Regions from separate parts of the Arachis hypogaea genome. Here region 2 is linked to region 1. The links are chromatin contacts, called in public Hi-C maps. All regions are on one chromosome and are shown on one strand. The core of a region is the stretch at or near the end of the contact, and the rest is flanking DNA. Distances in the headings are between cores, read along the strand shown. Region 1 has its middle 14 kb from the start of LOC112726746. Region 2 has its middle 5.9 kb from the start of LOC112726747.

What was found. A called contact is a pair of places that touch in the nucleus more often than the background predicts.
Region 2: a Hi-C map of an unstated tissue shows a contact between it and region 1, with 2.2 times the contacts expected there. The contact joins two enhancer-like sites. A contact is called at or near these places in 2 of 8 Hi-C or Micro-C datasets (leaf and an unstated tissue).

Annotation. Positions count from the first base shown.
Region 1 is chr12:9,620,655-9,625,778 of arahy.Tifrunner.gnm2.J5K5, reverse strand. No RefSeq gene overlaps it. Among protein-coding and RNA genes, the nearest start is that of LOC112726746, 14 kb to the right of the region's middle. Within about 2 kb of position 2,083, at least 2 of the 3 cell types and tissues checked have open chromatin away from gene starts, as enhancers often do.
Region 2 is chr12:9,687,001-9,692,251 of arahy.Tifrunner.gnm2.J5K5, reverse strand. No RefSeq gene overlaps it. Among protein-coding and RNA genes, the nearest start is that of LOC112726747, 5.9 kb to the left of the region's middle. Within about 2 kb of position 2,926, at least 2 of the 3 cell types and tissues checked have open chromatin away from gene starts, as enhancers often do.

The DNA of each region.
Region 1 (5,124 bases), core at 834-3,333:
AAACAAAAATATAAGAATCTCAACCCAAAGTTTTCGCATTATGTTTTTTTTATTAGTTTAGTTTTTTTTTTAAATAACTTTTATGACATTGTGTTAAAAATTCTATAATTTATAAGTCTAAAACGAATTTTATAATTAAAAAAAAATATTTCATGACATCAATATCATGCTAATGTACAATTAATGCAAATATGGCAATGGCATACCATTGACTAGATGACATGAACCCAAAAAATATTGGTCTCAATTTAATCTCAAAAAATATTCAATTCGGTCATATCATCTATAAAATGAAACCCTAATCTCATTAGCATCATCTTCTTCTTTGCTCCCCTGCTTCCTTTAATTTGCTCAAAATTTAAAAGGATTTTTATCCAAAAAGAAAATAAAACAAAAAGGTTTATCTCCACGTTGATGCCTCCAACACGTTTAATTAATTTTTTTGTTTGTTTATTAAGTATAAAAAAAAGTAATAAATAATGTTAGGATGTCAAAAAAAAATGGCATTGGAATAAATAATTTAAATACAGAAATACTAGCACATTAAAATTTATTATTTTTTGCTATTATTTAGTTATTAATTTAATTTTTTTAGTCTAATTCCTTTTTTTTTTTGTATTAATCTGTCACGATATTGATGAACTCCATTTAAGAGTTTGTTGTTAGCTAATAGATTGTTGTATGTACAAGGCGAGATTTAAACCTCCGACACTTACTTAAACAGACTAGTGAGTTAACTACTAGACCAACCCAATTTGGTTAGTCTAATTTTTTAGTTTAATAATCTAACAACATATTTTATCCTATATTTTTAAATATTAATCACTAACTAATAAAAAAAATAATAAATTCTTATAACCTTCTAGCATTTATCGTTTAAAAAATATAACATTCTAATAAATAGTTTTACAAGGTGCCGCAGGTATGGGTTGAAAATCGCCCTCTAAAAGACAGAGGTGATGAGATAAATTCAAAGGGAAGGGTTTGTTTGTTTGTTTGTTTGTTGTTGATGTGATCAGTTTGAAGATAACGCCACCAGCTTGATGGTAGCTTTCTGTGCACAGTTATACCTTATTCATTTCTTACTCAATAATGGCCTCTGATTAAGCACAACAAAGTCAGTCTTCATGTGCTTTCTATTCTAGATTCATTAGTCTATTGTCAATTCAATTTTCTTCTTACTTTATTGAAAAAATGAATAATATATTTCTAGACAGATTGCTGGTAAAAAATTGATCTGTAATTTTTTTTTTGAAATAAGTATAAGAAATAAAATTTTAATTCGTCAATATTAATTAATTTTTATTATATTTTTTTAGATAATTTAGGATTATATTTAAAATTTATGATTAGAATTTTTAATTTAAAATTTAGAATTTGATATTTACAGTTAAAAAATAATTTTAAAAAATTAATGAATTTATATTGACCGGAAAAAAAAAGTCACCCTTTAGTTAAATTTTTTTTCTCTCTATATGTATAGAGCTGAGAGAAAATTTATCATAAACATAAAAAAAAAAGGAGATAAGGTAGCGTTTGTTTTGAGGTATTGAGATAGAGATTGAGAGACTAAGACTCAGTATTGTGTTTGTTAATTCAGAGACTGGTACTAAAATTTCTGTCTCTATCTCTAAAATTTCAGTATTTCAGTACCTCCAAAAAGAAGGGACACAGGGGACTAAAATTTTTAGAGATGGAGACTGAAACTTTAAAAACATTTTATACCTAAAATACTTTCATTTTAATTAATTAATTCCAATTTTACCCTTTGTGCAAATTAAATTAGAATTTCATTCTTCTTTCAATTCCTGTGTCCCATTTTGCATCAAACAGAACACTGAGATTTATTTCAATTCCTGTCTCTTAGTCTCTGTCTCTCAGTCTCAGTCTTTTCGTCTCTTTCTACCAAACGCTACCTAAAGAAGGAGGAGAACAGGCGGTTTGTGAAGGAAATGTCAAAGATTTTGTTTGATTATATTTAAAGAAAATAAAGAAATTTTGATAGGGTAAATAGACTCCACAACAACTAGCTTAGTAGGTACCGTCGTAAAAAAAAAAAAAATAATAATAATCCTAATAAGTTGGTTGTTTAAATGAATAAATTAATACGAACCCATGTTGTACGAAGCATCGGAGGCAAAATCCATCTAACTGAAAGGAGCAATAAAGAATTTTAATTTGTTGTCGAGTTTGATTATTGGCGTTTTAAACTTTTGTCACGACACAAAGCCTGAAGCAGAAACTAGCATGTGCATGGTGCATTGGGTTGATGTTGATATCTAAATAGAATGTCACGTTTTTGTTGTTGGTATTAGGAGCCGGTTCGATTAGCTAGTGAATTGAAGTGACTACATATATATAAAATAATGCAAGCAAAAAATAATACATGATATATACAATTTGGGAGGAATTTAGGTAGTTGGGATCGATCTAAAGATGTATTCTTTTTTATATATTCTTTTTGTATATATATATATATATATATATATTGTAAAATATTTATCTTTTATATCATAAAAAAATAAAAAGCAATACAACATTAATTATTTCTCGATCTTAAAAGGATATGTGTAAATTGTCTTTTCATGAGAATTTCATAATCTTATAGATAATATTAGTATAATAGTAAGTTTTTTTAATTTAGGGTAAAGTATATTTTTTATTCCTGAAGTTTGGCAAAAATTTCAAAAATATTCTTAAGTTTTATTTTGTTTCAATTTTGTCCCAAAAGTTTTCGATTTGCATCAAATATACCCCCGACGGCTAAATTTTCAAAAAATTTAAGACCAATCTAACAATAATGCATGAAAATGATGCTTAATTTGCTTGTGTTGAGGGTTGTTCTTATGAAATTATTGTTGAATTGGTCTTAAATTTTTTGAAAAATTAGCCGCTAAGGGTATATTTGATGCAAATCGAAAACTTCTAGAACAAAATTGAAACAAAATAAAACTTAAGGATATTTTTGAAATTTTTGTCAAACTTCAGGGACAAAAAATATATTTTACCCTTTAATTTATCATACTAAGTTTTTTAAATTTATTTTATCATATTATAATATATAGACTCAATATTCGCACTTTCTTCTAATAATAGCTTTGTGTGATTTGTTATCCATAACTGAAGGTAGTAATTAGTAAAGTAAATAATTAATAGTAATTATGTGATTTGTAAATAAAAAATTAATTACTAAATAAATTATTTAATATATATTTAAATATAAAATAAATATTGTTTTAAGATGTTATCTGAAATTAATGTTGATTAAAGTCTAAATTTTTTGAGTGAAGATTTTGACTTGTTTGTCGATACCGTAGTTTATCCAACATCCTTGTTTGGACAATGATAAAAGATACTTATAAAGGATTTTGATATCTAAGTTAATAAGAATTTAAAAAATTTTTTGTGAGATTGGAATTCAAAAAAATACCTAAGTATTTGGATATTTATAAAGTAGTAATATAAAATTTAGTCATTTTTTAAAAAAAGACTTTTGAAAATTATGAGTAATTATTTTCTTACAAAATAAAAAATTATTCCATATTCAAATTAGTTATTACTTGAAGAGTGATAACTGTAATAGTAAAGGATACAAAATTCAATGATCCATATTTAAAATCGATCCAATTCATAAGGATTAGGCTGCATAGATTGAATGGAGCACTATTAGACCAACTTTACGTGGTCTAATTTTAAATATGAGAAAGTCTAGCGAATCAGTACTTTTATTAAAATTTTGTCAATTTTATACCATTAAAATAATAACTAATTAATAATTACAAATCATAAAATCTGCTAACCCGAAACCTTCTTTCAAACATAACTTGTCTACAGGAAAGAATGTGGGCTAGACTTATATTTCGCAAGTATGGACAAATATTAAAAATAAATTAAATAATAAATATAAGAAAAGTCTAGAGGGCAGTAATTTTATTAAATTTTGATCAGTATGTAGTTAGCAAAGAAAAGTGAGCCATTAGATCAAATTTCATACCAATTTTACACTATTAAAATTATCATTGATGACTATTTAATAGTACAAATCACAAAAATTACTGTGCCCCTAGCACTTCGTATATAAATATATAATACTTAGTTAGATTAATAATAAATAGTAGGAAAGAGTAAGGGCAGAGAGAGGAAATGAAAGTGGGGTGTGGGCCAGTGGGCCACCATAGTTTTCTTGGAAGGTTCATGGGAAGGTGTCCAAAACAAAGAAAGCGATCCAAGCTAAGCTATGCTCTATGGCACTTCTCTTTACTTTGTACGAAAGATAAACAGAAACAACAGGCCATTGATCCCAATCCCATCATCAAACACTTGATGAGCTTCTCTTACGAAACCATATACATCCCTTGGTACCAAATATCAAAGAATGTAAAACTCTGTATCATCTATCATCTATGTGTCACATAGACTAATAAAATAATAATACTTCCTCTCACTTATTTATTTTTTTTAACATCTTTGAATATTTATTGTTTTTGGCATGCATGCAATGTCTTGTCGGAAACTTAAGTTGTGGTTGTTTGTGTGTCCCCCGCTATCATGGCGTGTGTCCGGAGGAAACTCTTTTCTTTTGGGACAATATTAATTTCTCAATTCTCATGTAATAACTTCAAAACAACTAATGTTTCTGTGGCTCAATTTTTTGGATATGTAAATTCTGTATGGATAATTTTTTCTTAATTATGAAGTGAAAAAAATGGTCCGATTTTTTTATTAAAAAAATTAAGAACATAAATCGTATGGTCCGATTTGTGTGGAAGATTGTATTTTTAATTTTTTTATTTTGAAAATAAAAATTGGATAGTCCAATTTTAATATTAAAATTTTTTTAATTGTCTAAAACACAAATCGGATGGTTCGATTTGTGTATTGCAAAATTTTTTAATTTTTTAAACACAAACTGGAGGGTTCGATTTGCTCTAAACTGCGTAAAATACCCATACACTCCATAACTGCGTAAAATACCCACACACTCCATAACTGCGTTCTACACCACTTCTCTTTCTATATCTGAATTAAAAAAATGTGTTTTTGTAGGGGGAAAACAAAAAGAAGAAGAAGATTAACTTCTTGTATTTAATATTTATACTCTCTTCCCTTCAAATTAACATTATC
Region 2 (5,251 bases), core at 1,677-4,176, 66 kb before region 1:
AGGTTATGCAGAAGTGTTATTCCTATTGAACTTAGTTACATTCTATAGTGCTAGACCTATATAGTGAGAGTGATCAAGAAAAAGAGAGGAAAAACCGTTGCAATCCTAACTACATTTACAGCTTAGTTAACTAACTCCATAAACTCTGTATTACTTAGAATCCAAGTAACATGTGCTGCAGCTCATTATACTTCATTACTGATTAACCTTATTAGGTTCGTATTTAAGCAATGTGTTACATATGTATGTATATGTGTGTACAACAACTGTGACAGGCAGCACTACCATGCCATCACATGTTTGCAGGAAAAACTACTACTTCAATTCTGAGCTTACCATGAATTGATGATGATGAATGTGTGCTCCTTACTCCATACTCCATATATACTAACTATAGGAAAAATTTAAAGTGTACCGGAGAACATCGGTATTCCAGCTGTATTAATCGTTGATTTCAATTAATATATATTATATATATTTTTTATAATTTAGATCGACGGTTAAAACAACTAGAATACCGGTGTTTTTGATATACTTAAAACTCTTCCTATACTATATACATATGAATTGCATTATATTGCATGTGTGACTAGTTTGCATTGATGAGACGTCTTACTGAGCTTTCTTTTGCTTTATGTGTCATATATATTCGTTCGAAAATATTTCATAACAAAAAATATTAATCAAAAACAGGTAAAATTTATTTTATTTTGACATTTATTAATGCTAGCAACAATTAATGAATATTAATAAGACAAATTCTGACTATTTTTTTTGTCTTCTTAATATTATTGATATTTAACCTTTATTCCGTATATATATAATGTCAGGAAACAAATCAAAGTTTATGAAATTATCTTCACATAAAAATGTACGAGAATAATCCACCACTCGTCTCAGAGCTGAGGAATGCATTTCATGTGGACAGCTAAGATAATGATGAAACTTAGCTTATTTCCTGCAACTTAAGTCTAATTTCGTCTTTTTACTCTTTTAATGTTCTATTTTTTTTTTTGTTTAATCGTATGGTTCTTCAATATACATATTATATGTGCGTGTGTGTGATGTAGTCTAAATAAAATCGTATACATGTGAGTACATGAGTAACATGACTAGTACGTATATTATAGGTAGTCAGATTCCTTTTTGTCTATATAATATAATCCAATGCATGCAAGTATAGTATAATAATAGGGGGAAATAGTCAAACAAAAATAATGGTCCCCCCACAATAAGTGTTGATGAGTCTTGAATGAGGGAGTGAATGCATGTATGTCTCATTAAAAGAAACCAAATCCACCCATGTCTCTCAATTTTCCCACCCCCTATTAATTAGTACCGTGGTAACGTTAACGGTAACGCCAACTATAACTTCTAAATCAAATTTAGTTTAAAGCGTATATATGTACCAATGTGCCTGGCAGGATGGATTCAGTTATATTTGTACGAATTGAATGCATCAGCTAACTAGCAATGCTATATAATACTCACATTAACAACATCTAACTTTGACATTGAATAAGTTTTCAATTTTCTATTTCAGTTTTCAATTATTTTTTGTTAGATGTATATGAATGTACAAAGAAAAATGCTAGAGAATTATCAGTTTATTATTTTTTGATAGCTCTAGATTTCTAACATTTTTCGTGTAAAAATATATTTTTTTTGTAGTGTACTATTTTTTTTTTATTAAAAATAGGAAGATTCGAACCTGCAACTTTTTAGATGAATATGAGAAGATTATGTCATTTGAACTATAACTCATTAAAACAAGGATCGACTACATATACATAAGATAATTACACTTTATCCGTTTCATTAATTTATATTATTAGCTTTAACTGATGATCATTATTCATCACGGTAAGACATTTCTTCATGTGTGGCTCAATGCTGCTATAAAGGAACCAAACACCAAAATTTACTCAACCATGGATGCAGCAGTAATTGCAGCTTGACTAGGTAAACAATTTTACAATATATATATAATTTGGGTTTTATTCTGGTGTTGGTAATATTTTTCTAACGTATAGTCGATGATATGATTTATTGTCCGCAATTTTTTCACAAAGCACACAATTTGAATGAAGTGGCGACTTCAAGTTATAATTTGATTGAAAAGTTTTTCTTCGAGAAATTTTTAATGGTTATAATGATTAGAATCAAATTAGAAATAAGTAGGGACGCATTTACCAAAGATACTTCAATATTCAATTCACTAAATATTTAAAAAGAAATAATAATTTTATAGATATAGAATGTTAAAAATAAAAATATAAAAAATATAAAATATAAGATGTAATTTGAAAATTTTGATGAACATTCTCTTTGTTGAGAAATAAAAAATGTCTTATATAGACATTAAATTGATAGATGACATACGTTAATATTATAATCATTTGATCGTTAAAAGACAATAATAAGTAATTATAAATTAAAAATAAACATAAAATTAAAATCGAATGATAACTAATCATGAGCAATCAAATCGAGTTATAAACTTATAATTAATAATCGATTATATAATTTAGGAAGACTTTTAAATATGTCGATCATTATTTTAACCGTGAATTTAAATTATAAAAAATATATATATATTATATATATTAATTAAAATCAACGATTAAAATAATTTCAACATATTCCTCTGTACGTTTAAAATTTTTCCTATATATGTTGATTTACTATAACAAAATCAATTCAATCAAATGATTAGATAAAGAAAAACATGATTCTAATTTGTCCTTGTGTTGTTGTGAAGGAAGACTACTTACAACTTACAAGAGCCATGTTCTGAGTTGATATTCGAGTTTATCTTTGCTCCATTTGCACTTATGAGGGTGGAACCCACTCTTGATGTGACACGTGACAGGTGTGTGGCTCTTACCCAACAATAGTGTTTCTATTTTCTACTCATCTCTGATCTGCGGCACACCATCTTTTAGGTGCTAGCAGTGCTATCCCTACTGCTAGAGATTACTGTCACTGCAATAATATGTGAAGTAAGTCAGTAACTAATTATAACTATAATAAGACTTAAGTATTCTGGTTTTTCATAGTTTTATTAAAATTTTTAATTAGTTTTCAATGTTTACACAAATTTGTGAGTGGGTTCGTAATTTGTATATTAGAAAACAATTAATTAAGCCCTTGTTAATTTTTTATTAAGAACAAATATATATTGATAGGTATTAACGTATATATTATAATCGTTGTTTATAATTTAAATGTGAATAATAATTAATTACTTAAGATTAATTAAGAAAAAATATATTACCTAAAATCAAGAGATCACATATCTAATTTTTTAAATTAACAAAATATTTTTTTATAAATTATATTTGATGAAAGATATTTTAAAAAATAAAATTTAAACTATCTCTTATAGGTTGATTTTTTTTAATATTGGTCAAAAATATATGTTACATCAGATTATTTGGTTTCCGGTAAATTTTATTCTGCTATAGAATTTTTTTAAAAACTTTTTAGAAGACACAAAACGTTATCTAAAAAATATTTTAAATTTTTTTAAAATTATTAAAATACAAAAGACGGTGTCATTTTGTTTTTATATATTTTTTAAATTATTAAAATAGAAAACGCATCGTCATTTTGTTATTTTAACAAATTTAAAAAATTAAAATTACGACGTCCCACCATTTAGTACAACACACATAATGGGTTATTTTAGGGGATTACACCTCTCTAAACTCAATATTAAAAAAATTTTCTTTTTATATTTTTATTTTAGTCTTGTTATATATTTAAACTTTTTTGATAATCAAGTCTAACAAAATTAGTCTAGATTCTACAAAAATCACTTTTATTACACGTAGCACGTAGCGTGTATTTACATGCACTTCACTAACGCAAACATATTCTTCTTTGACTTCGCATTCTTTCTTCTTCTTCAGGTCTTTCCTCTTCTTTTTTACATTCTTCCTTACTCTTCGCGTGTTTTTTTTTTCTATCATCATTCTTTTATTGCTACTTTTGTTGCTGCATTTTTTTTCCTTTTATTCCTAGTAATTTTTGTAACATTGATTTTTTTTATTCTTTTTAAAAGAGTGAAACAAGAAGAATTATAAAAAATGAAATAATAAGAAGATGATGAAGAAGAAGCATCAGCAGAATATGAAGAAGAGTAAGAGGAAGAGTTTTGAATTATGCAGAATTTATCAGAATAAAAATACACAGAAATTTCTTAACAAATACACATAAATTTCTATATTTTTACACCAAAATTTTACTACAAAAGTACAAAAATATCTTCATTAATGCTGCATTTTTTCTTTTTTTTTTTTTATTTCTTTCTTTCTTTTAGTTGAATGAATGTAGGTTCATTGGTTTTATTCTTATTAAGAGAGTAAAACAAGAAAAAACTTGAGAAGGTAAAATAAGAAGAAAAAGATGAATAAAAAAAAAGATAATGATGATGATAAAAAAGAAAAAAAAGCATTTGTAAGACCTAGAGTAATTTATTATGGCCTAACGCAAGTAGTTATGAAATGATTCACACTTTAGTACTGCGACATCTCATTAGCAAGTTAATGTGTAAGAATAATTGGATAAATTGTGTGCTTTTTAGTCAGATTGTAGATAATATTCTCCCTCACCTTGAAGAATGAAGGGTTGGACCCCTCATCGTTATGCTGAGTTATGAATTATGCAGAATTTATTAGAATAAAAATACACCGAAATTTTTTAACAAATATACATAAATTTCTTAATTTTTACACCGAAATTACTTAATGATTGCGACACGCAAACTCAGTTAAAAAACAAGGACACAAACAAGACTAAACAATGAACAGAAACATCCAAATTAATTTTGAATCAGACAATGTCATTAATATCACAAAAATCCAATGATAATGATAATAATAACGACGATAACAATAAAAAAGATGACGATATACTGATAATGATGATGATGATAATGGAGAAAGAGGAGGAGAAAAATGAATGAAAAGAAGAAATCAAACGAAAAAAGGGAAGAGGAGGAGAAGATAGTGACGGTGGTGGTGATGACGATAACGAAAGAGAAAAAAGAGAAAAAAAAAGGAAAAAAAATAGCAACTGAAATGTTAGTAAGGCGAAGGAGAAGGAGAAGAAGGAGAAGGAGAAGAAAAATGTACGTAATTTAAAAAGCGGTTATAACAACTTGGTTAGATTTGATTAAGTATTTTATTTGAATGTAGAGCTTTATTCTTCTTATTTTATATAATAGATTATAAAAAATTATTCGAAT